Regions from separate parts of the Mus musculus genome. Here region 2 is linked to region 1. The links are chromatin contacts, called in public HiChIP or PLAC-seq maps. All regions are on one chromosome and are shown on one strand. Each heading gives the region's core, a stretch centred on a gene start, on an enhancer-like site or on the middle of the called end of the contact. The rest is flanking DNA. Distances are from core to core; before and after follow the strand shown. Region 1 overlaps Arhgap31 (Rho GTPase activating protein 31). Region 2 holds the start of Arhgap31 (Rho GTPase activating protein 31).

The links. HiChIP or PLAC-seq counts read pairs in DNA pulled down with a chosen protein or histone mark.
Region 2: an H3K4me3 HiChIP or PLAC-seq map of bone marrow-derived macrophages shows a contact between it and region 1, with 4 times the contacts expected there. The contact joins the promoter of Arhgap31 here to the enhancer-like site in region 1. A contact is called at or near these places in 13 of 39 promoter capture datasets (the 3T3-L1 cell line, 3T3-L1-derived adipocytes, the C10 cell line and 8 more), 1 of 15 datasets of contacts at CTCF or cohesin (pro-B cells), 32 of 484 Hi-C or Micro-C datasets (the C2C12 cell line, CD4 T cells, CD8 T cells and 21 more), 24 of 115 datasets of contacts at active chromatin or transcription factors (the 230-238 cell line, CD8 T cells, Th17 cells and 17 more) and 3 of 9 other capture datasets (adipose tissue, liver and macrophages).

Annotation. Positions count from the first base shown.
Region 1 is chr16:38,650,596-38,657,292 of GRCm38.p6, forward strand. All of the region lies in intron 1 of Arhgap31 (Rho GTPase activating protein 31), which reads right to left. It overlaps Gm36482 (a long non-coding RNA gene), which reads left to right. Exons shown (of 6, transcript XR_003951954.1): 5 at 661-1,396; 6 at 1,743-1,898. Among named protein-coding and RNA genes, the nearest start is that of Gm36482, 39 kb to the left of the region's middle. Within about 2 kb of position 2,961, at least 100 of the 459 cell types and tissues checked have an H3K27ac peak or open chromatin away from gene starts, as enhancers often do. A contact at or near this core is called in the C2C12 cell line, CD8 T cells, T follicular helper cells and 14 more, where this site is marked.
Region 2 is chr16:38,710,007-38,716,703 of GRCm38.p6, forward strand. It overlaps Arhgap31 (Rho GTPase activating protein 31), which reads right to left and starts at 3,029. Exons shown (of 12, transcript NM_020260.2): 1 at 2,568-3,029. The coding sequence starts at 2,667.

The sequences.
Region 1 (6,697 bases), core at 1,711-4,210:
CTGGCAATATCTCTTGATATGCATGGGGTTAGCCCCTCAGTGCTGGGTTACAGACATTTGCCACCGAGTCTGATTTTCAAACAGGTTCTGTAGATCAGTGCTTGCCAGGAAGCACTCAGGCACCAAGCCCTCTCTCAGGCTATTATTCTTATTTTCTAAGTAGGAAGACTATGGTAGACCAAAGAGCTAGAGGTAGCTCTTGGGCTTTTCTTTCTTTCTTTCTTTCTTTCTTTCTTTCTTTCTTTCTTTCTTTCTTTCTTTCTTTCTCTCTCTCTCTCTCTCTCTCTCTCTCTCTCTCTCTCTCTCTCTCTCTCTCTCTCTCTCTCTCTTAAAAAGAGTTATTTGTTTATTATATGTGAGTACACTGTAGCTGACTTCAGACACCCCAGGAGAGGGCGACGTGGTTACTGGGATTTGAACTCAGGACCTTCAGAAGAGCAGACAGTGCTCTTAACCGCTGAGCCATGTCTCCAGCCCCTCTTGGACTTTTCAATAGAGTTTAAAAAGCATAACTCCCATTTGAGGTAGGCCCAGACACAGGGTAAGGATGAGCAAAACAGAAAAAGAACAACACAGGGAGGGTTTCCCATCTCAGCACAGAGTCAAGAGGGCGAGGGCTTAGATGGGGGATTAAAACGCCTGGCTCTTCCTGTTCCACAGCAATCAGATTTAGACCTTTGAGGAGAGCAAGGTACTCCTTTGCATTGTGATGGGAAACTCTCACGGCAGCCCTATGAGCCAGCAGTGACTCCCAGCCTCAGACTTTCATCCCAGCGGAGCGCGCTACTTCTGGATGGAATGAGGGCCAACGTTCCCTTCTGAATTAATACCCCAAGATCCACCATCTTCCTGAACGAAGCTAGAAGCAGCTGGGTCAGAATCTGAGAGCCTCGTCCACCTGCAGATGTGTGGGTTCTTGGTCCTGGTGGTTTACATCGAGGTCCTTCCTGGAGTTATTTTTGTTTGCTTGTTTTGTTTTTGTTTCTCATTTGCATTCCTCATGACTCGCCAACTCACCCCACCCGTAGGGAACGGAAATTTTCGTTAAATAAAACATAAGCCTCAACCTCAGAAGGTTTAAATGTATCTGCTTTGGTATGGCTGGACTCTGATTAACCCCGACGCTATATTTACTCTGCCAAAGTCAGAATTCTCCAGGGACTTAGCTGTACATGGTTCTCAGTTCATCTATGGCCCTGCCCTCTACTGATGTCACCGTATGGTCCTCCTGCTCATTGTACCCTCTGGTTTCCTGGGCGGTACAGTTTCCTAATGGTTTCCAGATCCGTGGCTCCGTGGGCTCCGTGGGCTCCAGCCACGGCAGTAGTCTTTTCTAACATCGGGTGGGTTTGCCAATGGGGGATGGGGAGAATTCGGAGAATGCGACTTCATTCTGGTGAGTAGGCTAAGGCCATATGAAGAACCTCCAGGTAGCAGTTTGTCAGCTCCTCTGTGCTCCCACCCCCACCCCAGCATCTTTTCATTTCCTGCCTGATATTCCTGAGCCACAGGCAGCCATTGTTTCCAGAACAGCTTTGCTTGGAAGCCCTTGGTACTGAGGCCTCCCAGTGCTTCCTGTTGTTACAAGGCTTCTTTTTCCTGCTAAAAACAAGAGCACATCCTGCCGCATGTAACCCTTTTCAGGCGATTTATGTCTTGCACAAGCTTGTCTAGTGACTGAAAACACTGGCTGCTTTATACACTTATTTTATTTAATATTTTAAAAAAATTTATTCTTTGAGGATGGCCGGTTGGCTCAGTGGGTAAAGGCACCTGCTATCAACCCTGACGACCGAAGTTCCATCCTCGGGCCTGCAATGATTGAAGGCACAGAACCAACTACCACAAGGTGTCCTCTGACCTTCAAACCCTCCAAGCCTCAAGCAAATAAATAAAATGTAATTTAAAAATAAAAAATTGTCATTGTACAAGGATTGTAAGTAATTATTTAAAAATTAAAAATTGTCATTGTACAAGGATTGTAAGTAATTAGTAGACAAAACAACAACAACAACAACAACAAAAAACAAAAACAAAAAAACCCCAAAAAACCTACAGATGGATGTAAGAATAAGAGTCATCCAATCGCATCCTCTGTATTAGTTAGCAATGAAAGTGCTTCAGTGTCTGTGATGTAAGAGATGTGTCCACAGCCACACAGTTTACCACGGGACTTAGGTGGGGCTTGCGGCAGGAGCTATTCCCAACAGCTTATAAGAGGCAGGGAGTTCTGTCAAGAACCAGCGTCTTAGAAGAACAGCCTAGGGGAGGGTCTCCATATTAATGTACAAAAGGGTCTCCCGGGAGCTGACAGAAAACAAACTCAGAAAGAGTTCCCTGAAAGGTGTTAGGAACACTCTTGGAGAAAGATCAATAATGTGTGTGTGTGTGTATTAGTATGTATGTATGTATGTATGTATGTATGTATGTATGTGTGTATGTGTGTGTGTGTGTGTGTGTGTGTGTGTGTGTGTATGTATGTATGTATGTATGTATGTATGCATGTATGTATGCATGTTTGGCGTGAAAGGAGGAGTGGGTCAGTTGCTACACCAAGCTTTTGAAGACACAGATCTGCCCGTGCGTGAGATAGCAGAATCTCCATCCTTTCCTCGACATCACTCTCTCTACTTACATGTGGGACCCTGAAGACCTTGTCACCCCTTTCCCAGACTGGAAAACACCCCAGCAGATACTGAGACTATGGTCTTTAAAACCTATGCGAGAGACGCCAACCCTAAGACTAGTCCATCCACTTCAGAGAAAGTCGTTTTCAAAGCAACTCCAATCCCTGCACACCTCTGAAGAGTCAAGGCCTTCGCTTATGATGCGGATCATGAGAGCCTGAGTCATTTAAGTCTTGGCTTTGTGGCCCCCGGGGGAACGGAACTGAGCTCTAAGGGTGGACTCTGCAGCCGGTGCCCCTCCCCCTTTCCGTATCACAAACTGGTTCTCACACTGTGTTCCTGCAGAGGGGCCTCCCCTGCACCTCAGCAGACAGGGCTTTTATCTCTCATGGAAAGCCAGGCAAACACTCACAGCAATCTGTGGTTTGTTAAAACCACAAGGCACGGTGACATTCAGGCTTCTGTCCCGAAGATTAGCAGCTCAAACATCAGTCCCATCCTCTGAAGACCCAACCAGAGGCCCACACTGAGAGCCCCTGGTCTGCTCCCTCCTCCCACGTCAGTGCTATCTTCAGACATGATTTTTGCCAGATATGTCTGGGATTAAGGCTGAAAGCTTATGACTTGGAAGGGACTTGGTTAAACACGCCTGACTCGGTGCCAGGCAACCTGAGGCCCCAGGACGTTCAGGGCTCCATCCACGGCCACCCAGCTCAACAGCAGCGAAGCCCGGAGCTGGAGAGAGACTGAACCACGGCAAGAGTCGTGTGCCAAGTGCTTCAGATCTCCTTTCTCTCTAATTTTCAGAATTAAGGCTTAACTACCCAGTAGGCTTCTCTGTGACCAAGCTAACACACACTTTGATGGCAGATGTAATTCAGGGTGTTCAAACTTAAGACTCTCCCTTAGTGGTCAAGTCAAATTAATCATGTTTATCTGATCCCCCACAAGTAGAGCGATGGGCCAGACTCCTGTGTGACTCAAAGTTGTACCTTAGTACGCTGCACATGGCATCAGCTTGCAGGCAGGTTAGTTCAATTACATGGCAGCTAAATATCGGGTAGAGCAAAAATGTCAGGCAGAGCCCTTGTTCGTTCTGTAGCTGTGGGCCAGAGTCATTGGATTTAATGACATCTTTCTGCAGAGGAAAGGGAGCGGGCTGCCAGAGACTGCCTCCCCTCTGTAAATATGCAATCTTCTGATCCCATGCAAAGAGGAGAGGAGGTTCGTTTATTTTTGTAAGGATCTGGTGATTCCTGTTTGAAGAGGGTGTAGGCTTGCAAAGGATTGTCCAAGGCTTAAATTTCCTGCACAGAGATGGAAGTAGTAGGCTCTAAGGGTGTGGTCACAGCTGGGAGGGAGTGTCCTCAGGCTAGGTGCTGTGAAAGAATACTGAGGACTGCAGAGGAGATCTGAGAGACATTCTTGGCCATCAGCTCCAGGGAAGATGGGGCAGATTCTCAGGCCGAGGGCCCAATGGAAGATCAAGGGGATTGACTGGTCAGGAGCCAGGAGGTGTGACCCACTCTCTACCTACAAGAGCTGGCCTAGGGAGAGTAGGCAAAGGGCCTTTAAGTGACCACATATGAGAGATGGACAAGGCCTGATAGCTTTTATGATCTGACTCAAGATAAGAAGTCCCTGACGTTTGTCTTGTGATTTGCAACCGTGTGCTGATCCTACTTGGCGAACTTCAGTAATTGTCTCTAAGCATCTGAGAAGGAGACAGAGCAAGGGAAAAGAGGTCGCTGTTCGGGTCTCTGCATGAGACAAACCGAGGTCATAACCCACCCTCTTCTATAGCTCCCAGGTAGATTTACCCATCCAGACCTTCTTGGTGCCTATTCTGTGCATAGGGACTGAGTACCAGGTATCAAGGACATAGCCAGAAGCAGAGCTGGAGTCCTCACCTTCGGGGGCCTTGTGTGTTGTGGGAAGAAGTACATAAATCTTTCTCTGGCTTCTAGTTAAGTAAATGAGCTCTGGAGCCAGGCTGCCTGTGTTTTCACCCTTTCACCATTGCTTCCTACAAGGGAGATCAGGGCATGTATTCTGTAGACAGAATACCATCATTCTAGTGTGCAGGGAAAAGTCCAGTTTACCATAGCTTCCTTCCCTCCCCTCCCCTCCCCTCCCCTCCCCTCCCCTCCCCTCCCCTCCCCTTTCCTTTCCTTTATCTGAGTACATTGTCACTGTCTTCAGACACATCAGAAAAGAGCATCGGATCTCATTACAGATGGTTGTGAGCTACCATGTGGTTGCTGGGAATTGAACTCAGGACCTCTGGAAGAGCAGTCATTGCTCTTAACCACTGAGCCATCTCTCCAGCCCTACCATAGCGTTCTTTCTCTTTAAAACATTTCTCATTTGGAGTAAAGAAATTATATGGTCACTTTACTAAGAAGGTTTGGTTTGCACATTTGTAAATTGGAGTTCATGATAAAATCTAGGGATAGTTGTGGGATTTGGGGAAAATGCTTAAAACAGTGTGTTAGTTCATAGCCAGATATCATGTAGGGCAGAGAAAGAGAGAGAGGAGAGAGAGACAGAGAAAGAGAGAGACAGAGACAGAGAGAGACAGAGAAAGAGAGACAGAGACAGAGAGACAGAGACAGAGAGAGACAGAGAGAGCATGAACTTTGGAGCACACAGCTCTGAAAGGGACATTTCTACCAAATCTCTCTTCTCAGAGCTCAGGGGAATGGGTGGAAGAGGGGGCAAAAAGATTGTAAAAGCCACAGGGGACAGGGGACACCAGGAGAACTCAGGCCCTCTGAATCAACTGAGCAAGGCGCGCATGAGCTCATGGGAACTGAAGCAACAAGCACAGGAACCGCCCAGGTCTGCACCAGGTCCTCTGCATGCGTACTGTAGTTTTCAGCTTAGTACTTTTATAGGACTCCTGAGTGTGACCAAGTGGATCTCTGAGTCTCGTGCCTACTTTTGGGGCTTTTATTCTGTTGGTTTGCCTGCTCCAGCCTTGATGTGATGGCTTTTGTTTTGTCTTATTATATTTTGTCACGTGTGGTTGTTTCTATCACTTAGAAGTCTCTTTTCTAATAAGAGACATAAAAGGCTAATCATCAGGGAAATGCAAATCAAAACAACCCTGAGATTCCACCTCACACCAGTCAGAATGGCTAAGATCAAAAATTCAGGTGACAGCAGATGCTGGCGTGGATGTGGAGAAAGAGGAACACTCCTCCATTGTTGGTGGGATTGCAGGCTTGTACAACCACTCTGGAAATCAGTCTGGCGGTTCCTCAGAAAACTGGATATAGTACTACCGGAGGATCCAGCAATACCTCTCCTGGGCATATATCCAGAAGATGCCCCAACTGGTAAGAAGGACACATGCTCCACTATGTTCATAGCAGCCTTATTTATAATAGCCAGAAGCTGGAAGGAACCCAGATGCCCCTCAACAGAGGAATGGATACAGAAAATGTGGTACATCTACACAATGGAGTACTACTCAGCTATTAAAAAGAATGAATTTATGAAATTCCTAGGCAAATGGATGGACCTGGAGGGCATCATCCTGAGTGAGGTAACACATTCACAAAGGAACTCACACAATATGTACTCACTGATAAGTGGATATTAGCCCCAAACCTAGGATATCCAAGATATAAGATACAATTTCCTAAACACATGAAACTCAAGAGAAATGAAGACTGAAGTGTGGACACTATGCCCCTCCTTAGAAGTGGGAACAAAACACCCTTGGAAGGAGGTACAGAGACAAAGTTTGGAGCTGAGATAAAAAGATGGACCATGTAGAGACTGCCATATCCGGGGATCCATCCCATAATCAGCTTCCAAATGCTGACACCATTGCATACACTAGCAAGATTATGCTGAAAGGACCCTGATATAGCTGTCTCTTGTCAGAGTATGCCTGGGCCTAGCAAACATAGAAGTGGATGCTCACAGTCGGCTATTGGATGGATCACATGGCCCCCAATGAAGGAGCTAGAGAAAGTACCCAAGAAGCTAAAGGGATCTGCAACCCTATAGGTGGAACAACATTATGAACTAACCAGTACCCCGGAGCTCTTGACTCTAGC
Region 2 (6,697 bases), core at 1,779-4,278, 59 kb after region 1:
TCTACCTAGGTCCAGTGGCCTCTGCTCTTTCACCCCAAAGTTCAGTGGCCAGTATAGGATTCTCGAAAGGCCCTTCCCAGACTCTGGGTTCCTGATTACCACTCTGATTTACCACCTCCAACATCCCGAGATGCTCTCCCAAGGTCGTGAGCAAAAGGGTGGTGCCCTTCTCAGCCTCTTCTCACCCAGGACAGAGTCTGGGTCTTGCCCGTTAACTAATATATGTATATCTCTACACTGTTTTAGAGAAAACCACTTATCAGTTCTATCATCATCACCACCACCACCACCACCACCATCATCATCATCACATACACACAGGAAAGCAATGAGCTTTCCCTGTGTGGGGGCAGAAATTCTATTTAGTCTTGTTTATACAAACTGCTTATTATTCACGGTTCATTTCCACACTGTACAATGACAGTGTGGCTGGTGATCCAGAGTGCCAGATGCTTTTCATTCAAAAGCCAAACTCTATTCAGGTATGTATGCCCAGTCTTAAAGGTTGCTGATCTGTGACAGGGCCGTTTGCTTGCACTCTGGGGACGGGGGTCCTTAAAGGAGAATGGTGACTTACACACAGGAGGCAGCAAGAGGTCTGGGCCCTCTCCATCCTTTGTGATGGATGAGCCTTGTGTCTCTATGAGATCTCCTCTTAGCTTCCTCCTCAGCAGGACAGGAAGCATGGAGTTCCAAGCAGTCGGCTTTTCCTACCGAACATCCTTTCCCTTCCTCCTTTCCTATGTGAAACACACAGGAGTCCAACATACAAAATGGGTTTGAAAGAGGCGTCGCCTGAGGGCTCCTCTTAAATTCTTTCCCAGAGCCCCAGGGTTTTCAGGTTCTTCCTTAAACTAGGACTTTATAGGAACGGGCCATGGCGAGCAAGCATTATACAACCCTCACAGCGTGTGTGTGTGTGTGTGTGTGTGTGTGTGTGTGTGTGTGTGTGCGTCCCTGTGATTGTGCCTCTCTCTCTCTCTCTCTCTCTCTCTCTCTCTGTGTGTGTGTGTGTGTGTGTGTGTAGATGCCTCAGAACAGCTCCAACGTCACAGAAGGTGGCACCTCAGAAGCATGCCCAGTGTACCTACAGGTTAACACGAAGAGACCCCCGTAAAAACAAGCAGAGACAAACATTTTGTTCTTAACCACTGTGGTTAAGATGTGTACTTGGGGCTCTGTCAAGTTTTAAAAGGGGGGAAAAAAAACCCAACAAACAACTCAGTCCAAGTGATTTTATTTCAAAAAGACCTCTCCGGAGTGTTGTTGAGATTTAAACGAATTGACTTCAGTTATGCCTCAATTTCAGAGTCGGTTTTGAAAACCAGTAGTTCCCCTGAAGCTCTGAAATACTAAGCCATTTGTCCTAATGACACAGCAGACTCTGGACTCCCGAATACCACAGGAATATCACACCACTGCAAATTGCTAGGGGTGCTGAGTCTTCAAAAAGGGGAAATGAAACAAAGGCCCTGCACTGTTTCTGGGATGCACACTTGATATGGACAAACCCAGTTGTTTCAGGGAGAGTTTTCCTGAGGCAGAATTATTCTGAGCAGTTACATGGCCCTAAGTGTTCTTTTGTTGTATTTATCTATGTATAATGATAGATATGAGATATGTGTAGTGGGCTCTTTTCTCTTTCTCTGAAGTTTCCAAAGAAGCCTTTTTTTTTAAAGTCCAGAACCAGTCAACTTTACAAAAGGAGTCATTTCATGCCCCATTCCCCCACCTTTGCTATATTAAAAACTTTTACCCTCCAAGACGGTGTTATCCCAGTATAGTTTGTTTTCATTTTTCCCCACCCACCAAATGTTTAAACTGTTTCCACTGGCTCCTCTTTTTCTTTTTCCAAGCTGACTTAAAAAAAAAAAAACCAGAGACGCTCTTCTATATCCTAAACTCTTTTAAAGCTGAGGCCCTCTGACCTTCTTACGACACACTGCTCGCAGGACACACCAAAGGCCCCTCTGAAAAGGCAGGAGGAGGTAAAGGGTGGTGGTGGTGAGGTGGGGGGGGGGTCGGGGGAGGTACTGTATATTTGGCATCAACTCAGAAATACAGAAAATGTTTGTGCAAGCACTCCCCCAGCCAGGATTCCCCGCCCCACCCCCAGCACACTGCCTCCTACCACATTAATAAAAAAGGATGTGAGCCGGTGAAACCTTCCAGTACAGGAGGCACATTTAAGATGATCACAATGATACATCCAGAGAGATTCACCACACGTCAGTCACCCCCTCATCTTTCCCTTTCAATACCCAAAGTTTAAGACCCGAGCCTCCCTCCCGGGGCTTCAGCCTCAGAAATGGCCAGTAAACGCCACAGCTACACCACTGCTCATCCACCGCTCCTGTGACACGTCGGATGGACAGACCCAGCTCCTGCACTGTGGGGTGGAGGCGATGTGGTTAAGAACTGTCTTTTTTTTTTTTTTTTTTTTTTCCTATTAAAGTACAGTGAGCGCACGAGCCTGGAACACATTAACTTGTGAACTGCATCCAGCACACCCCAAGAGAAATCCATCGCTCTTAAACAAAAAAAAAAAAGGGGGGGGGGTACATTACCATCCTGTCCCGAACTTTCCAGATACTCCGTCAGGTCACATCCAAACGCACTGGCGGCTCCCTTTCGTTTCAGCTTCTGCTTGGCACCCTTGTTCTTCATGAGTTAGCCCCACAGAGGCTGCCCCTCCGTCTGCGCTCTCTGCTCCGCACCGCTGATGAGGGTTTCGGGGTCGGGTCACCAGGGCAGAGCGGCGCCGCGGGTCCGCATGGGCGCGCAGATTGGGCCGTGCACCGCCCCGGGCGGGTGTCACCTCCCTACTCGGGCTCCGGCGGCGTCTCCCCGCGCTTCTCGGCTGAGCCTTGCGAGGAGCCGGGGCCGGGGCGCGGCGGTTAGGGGACCGCCCCGGGGCTGAGTGTGCTCCGCCCTAGGCCCGCGCTCTGCCTTCAGAGCGCTGGAGGACCGCGAACAGCCAGCATCACGTCCCCTTGCCCGCCCTTGCGCCGTCCCTTTTTTCCTGTCTTACAAATCCCAGGATCGTCCAGCTCAGGAAGCGCTGGAAGGAAGTCAGCTCCGGAGGGGGGCGGAGGTTGGAAATTTTTGGCAGCTGTGTGTGTGTGTGTGTGTGTGTGTGTGTGTTTGTGAGTGCAGTCGAAGGAAGTAAGTGGGTGGGTTGAGCTGCGCGGGCTGGGGGAGAGATCGCGCTCTCCCGAAGTGGCTCTGCTAGTCCAGAGTATCGCCCAGGGCCGTCCCGGAGGAAATCGGCCTCGCGAGGAGCCGCGGCCGCCCGCCCGCTTCCTGCCGCCAGTCAGGCTCTTTGCACAGCGCAGGAGGCGGCGCCGGACTCTGCAGGGAGGGCTCGGGATGGGTGCTCATGGAATTGCTCTCCTTGTCATCCCAGTCCTGACACTTTCTATTTCAGTGCCTGCCTTTCTCCTCCGTCGACACTTAAGTGTAGTGACAGTAACAAAGACTGGGATTCCAGAAACCTGACCGGCAAAGCCTTTACGTTGGCCACTCCCATCTCTCTTTGCCTGGGTCTGCGGTCCCTGAAGCCCAGACGTCTCCTCTCCCACGCTGAGGTTAGGATACCCTCGGGCGAGAGAGAGGTGCAGCTTTGTAACCACTGCCCAGGAAGAAGTTATATTTCTAGTTACAAACTCAAGTTCAGGCACACACACACACACACACACACACACACACACACACACACGCACACACACATCCCGATCTTACTAACTGCAAGAGATTTGAGTAAAGAAACCAAGATTTAAGGGGCGCTGACATTTTGCCAGTCTCCCAGGTTGTTTTAAAACTTGAGGCGTATGTTTTCACCCCGGCATGTTTTTCCTGCTTTAGTTGGAATTCCTTGACTCGTGTGTACTCAGCACACAGTGAACACTTAAAGTCTTGTGCCTTGACAACTCAAAGATTAGATTAAACTTCCTGCATCCATTCAAATCCATATATAGGCTTGAAGGGTAGGTACATTCATATAGCTGGCAAAAGTATTATGTGTTGCATTTTAGTTACTGATTCCTCTTAAAAGCCATCATGGCAGTTTATGAACTTTGAACTCTGACCTTCTCTCTATGTCCAGACATAACCTGATAGCCAGCCTACCAAATTTGGCCTACAGATGTGTTTTGTTTGGAACATATTGTTTAAAAAAAAATTTAGCCAACACTAAAGAATTAAGATGTTTCTCCGTAAGAAAGCTGGATTTCTGTCGTCTCCTGTGGGAAGGAAGCTCTGCTTATACCACAAGTGCGTTCTCGTAAAACAAGGAGTGCCATACGTTAAGACACGGCGGCTGGCTTTCAAGACAAGCCTTCTAGTTTGGAGGCACCTCTGCCTGTCTGTTATTCGTCGCGTTCTCACGACCGGCCAGGAAGAACACAACAACCAGAATCTTCTACGGCAAAGCTTTATTGCTTACATCTTTTTGGGGCCAGAGTGTAAGAAGCAAGAGAGAGAGAAAAACGAAACCCCTTCTATTTAAAAGAGAACAACAATTGCCTAGGACGCATCACTCCCTGATTGGCTGCAGCCCATGGCCGAGCTGACGTTCACGGGAAAAACAGAGTACAAGTAGTCGTAAATACCCTTGGCTCATGCGCAGATTATTTGTTTACCAACTTAGAACACAGGATGTCAGCGCCATCTTGTGACGGCGAATGTGGGGGCGGCTTCCCACAGTTCCCCCTTTTTCTTTTAATAAGAGCAAATAGGCCACCCATATTAATGAGAGTGGAGATAGAGGTCAAATCCCCAGTGTGTAGGTAAAGGAGCCATGTACAGGATTAGCTCTTAGGCTTACAGGCTTTTACCCAGAGCAACCCTGACCTGCTCCCGTGTCGTTTTGCCTGGGGGAAGGGAACTAGGACACTGAACCTTCATGAAAGATGACATGTCTCCCTAGAATAGGCTCATATATGCCGCAGAGCCTTTCCATTGCAGTGCTTAGCCTTGCAACTCTCTCGGGCTGCTGAAGCACACTCACTCTATCTCGTGCAATGAGACTAGCCTCGTGAGATATAAGAGCTGAGTGGCCAGCGACCTATTGCCTAAGCATAGATATATCAGGGGAAGCTCCATGTTCTAGTCCTGCAAGCGCCTGGGCAATAACCACCTTGTCTCTCTTAGTTTGGGCCTTAAGCTTACAGACCAATCAAAGAAGCAACACTAATCCACAGCAAAGTGTATCTCCAAATAATATTAATCCCACCCAATTTTTTAAAGAAAGAAAATGCTGAGGAGATCCAATTGGGTAATCCTTTGGTCAGCGACAGGTCCAAGCGCGTGGAGTTGACCTGAAGTCTCAATTCTCGAAGGATCTGTTCAAATTCAGCCATCCAATTCTGTAACATATACTGAAAAAGACTTTTTGACAAATTAGCTGTCCTAGTAAATTTAACATACTGAATGGAAATAACACACAATCCCGGAAACTTTTGTTCACATCCCTGCTGAGTTATTTGTCATAATACATCTAGTTGTTTCTGGACAAGATCTATGAGTTGATTAACCAGCATGAGACCTCTCTGTATCTTGACATTAGCTGAGGCCTGTTCATCTATGACTGTAGTCACTGAGGCTGACAAAGTGTTAATGGTGTCAGTCATCTGGACCTGTCCAGACAGAACCAAGGCTGTCTGAATTAAGGCCAAACCCAGTTCCCAGTTAGTGGTAAAAAGCAAGAGAATACTTGAGCATTATACATCACCGTCATTGGGAGTGGAAATGTCGACATTATCCCCCAACGCTGCTCTCTCTTTATTATTGACGCCCTGGACATCACCAAGACGAGGGACATTAGTATTCCCTTGGTCAGTCTGGATTTTTCGGGTGAGTCTTTCTGGTACCCAAAATGGGTTGTCTTCATTCTGTGGGAAAACACAGATAGCTCCCCTGGATCTTATCAAGATAGGATCCGGGCCATACCATTTATTATCAAGAACATTTTTCCATTTAACCATCTCATTGGGCCTATCTGGCTCTGAACAATGACGTTCAGCCGCAGTATGGCCATGAGCATCAATATTTAAAAAATTGAGTGTAAAGAGTGCCAAAGACACCGACACTCTTGGTGCTCGGGGTACAGTCTCCTCAAAAGTTCCCCTCTTCTGTTTTATAAGATAGGCTTTGAGGGTGCGATGCGCACGCTCAACAATACCCTGTCCTTGAGGGTTGTACGGAAGTCCAGTCAGGTGGGTTACGTCCATCTGACGGCAGAACTGCTGAAATTTTTGGGACGTATAAGCTGGTCCATTATCAGTCTTAAGGAGTCTGGGTTTCCCCCAAGCACTCCATGCCTCAAGACAATGTTGAATCACATGTGAGGCTTTTTCTCCGGTTAACGGAGAAGCAAACATGATGCCAGAACATGTGTCAATGGACACATGGAGATATTGAAGTTTTCCAAAGGAAGAAACATGTGTAACATCCATTTGCCAGACCTGTAGAGGTCGAATACCGCGTGGGTTAATTCCCACATGAGGAACTGGCAAGAACTCACAGCAGCTTTGACATTGAGTAACAATGTCACGGGCTTCTTTTCTTGTCAAGGAGAAACGACTGCGTAATGTTTCAGCCGTCACATGAAAATTGTTATGAAAATTTCTTGCAGCCTCTACCGGGGATGATAGGGCAGCAGCCACCACTTTAGTGGCCTTATCTGCCAAATCATTTC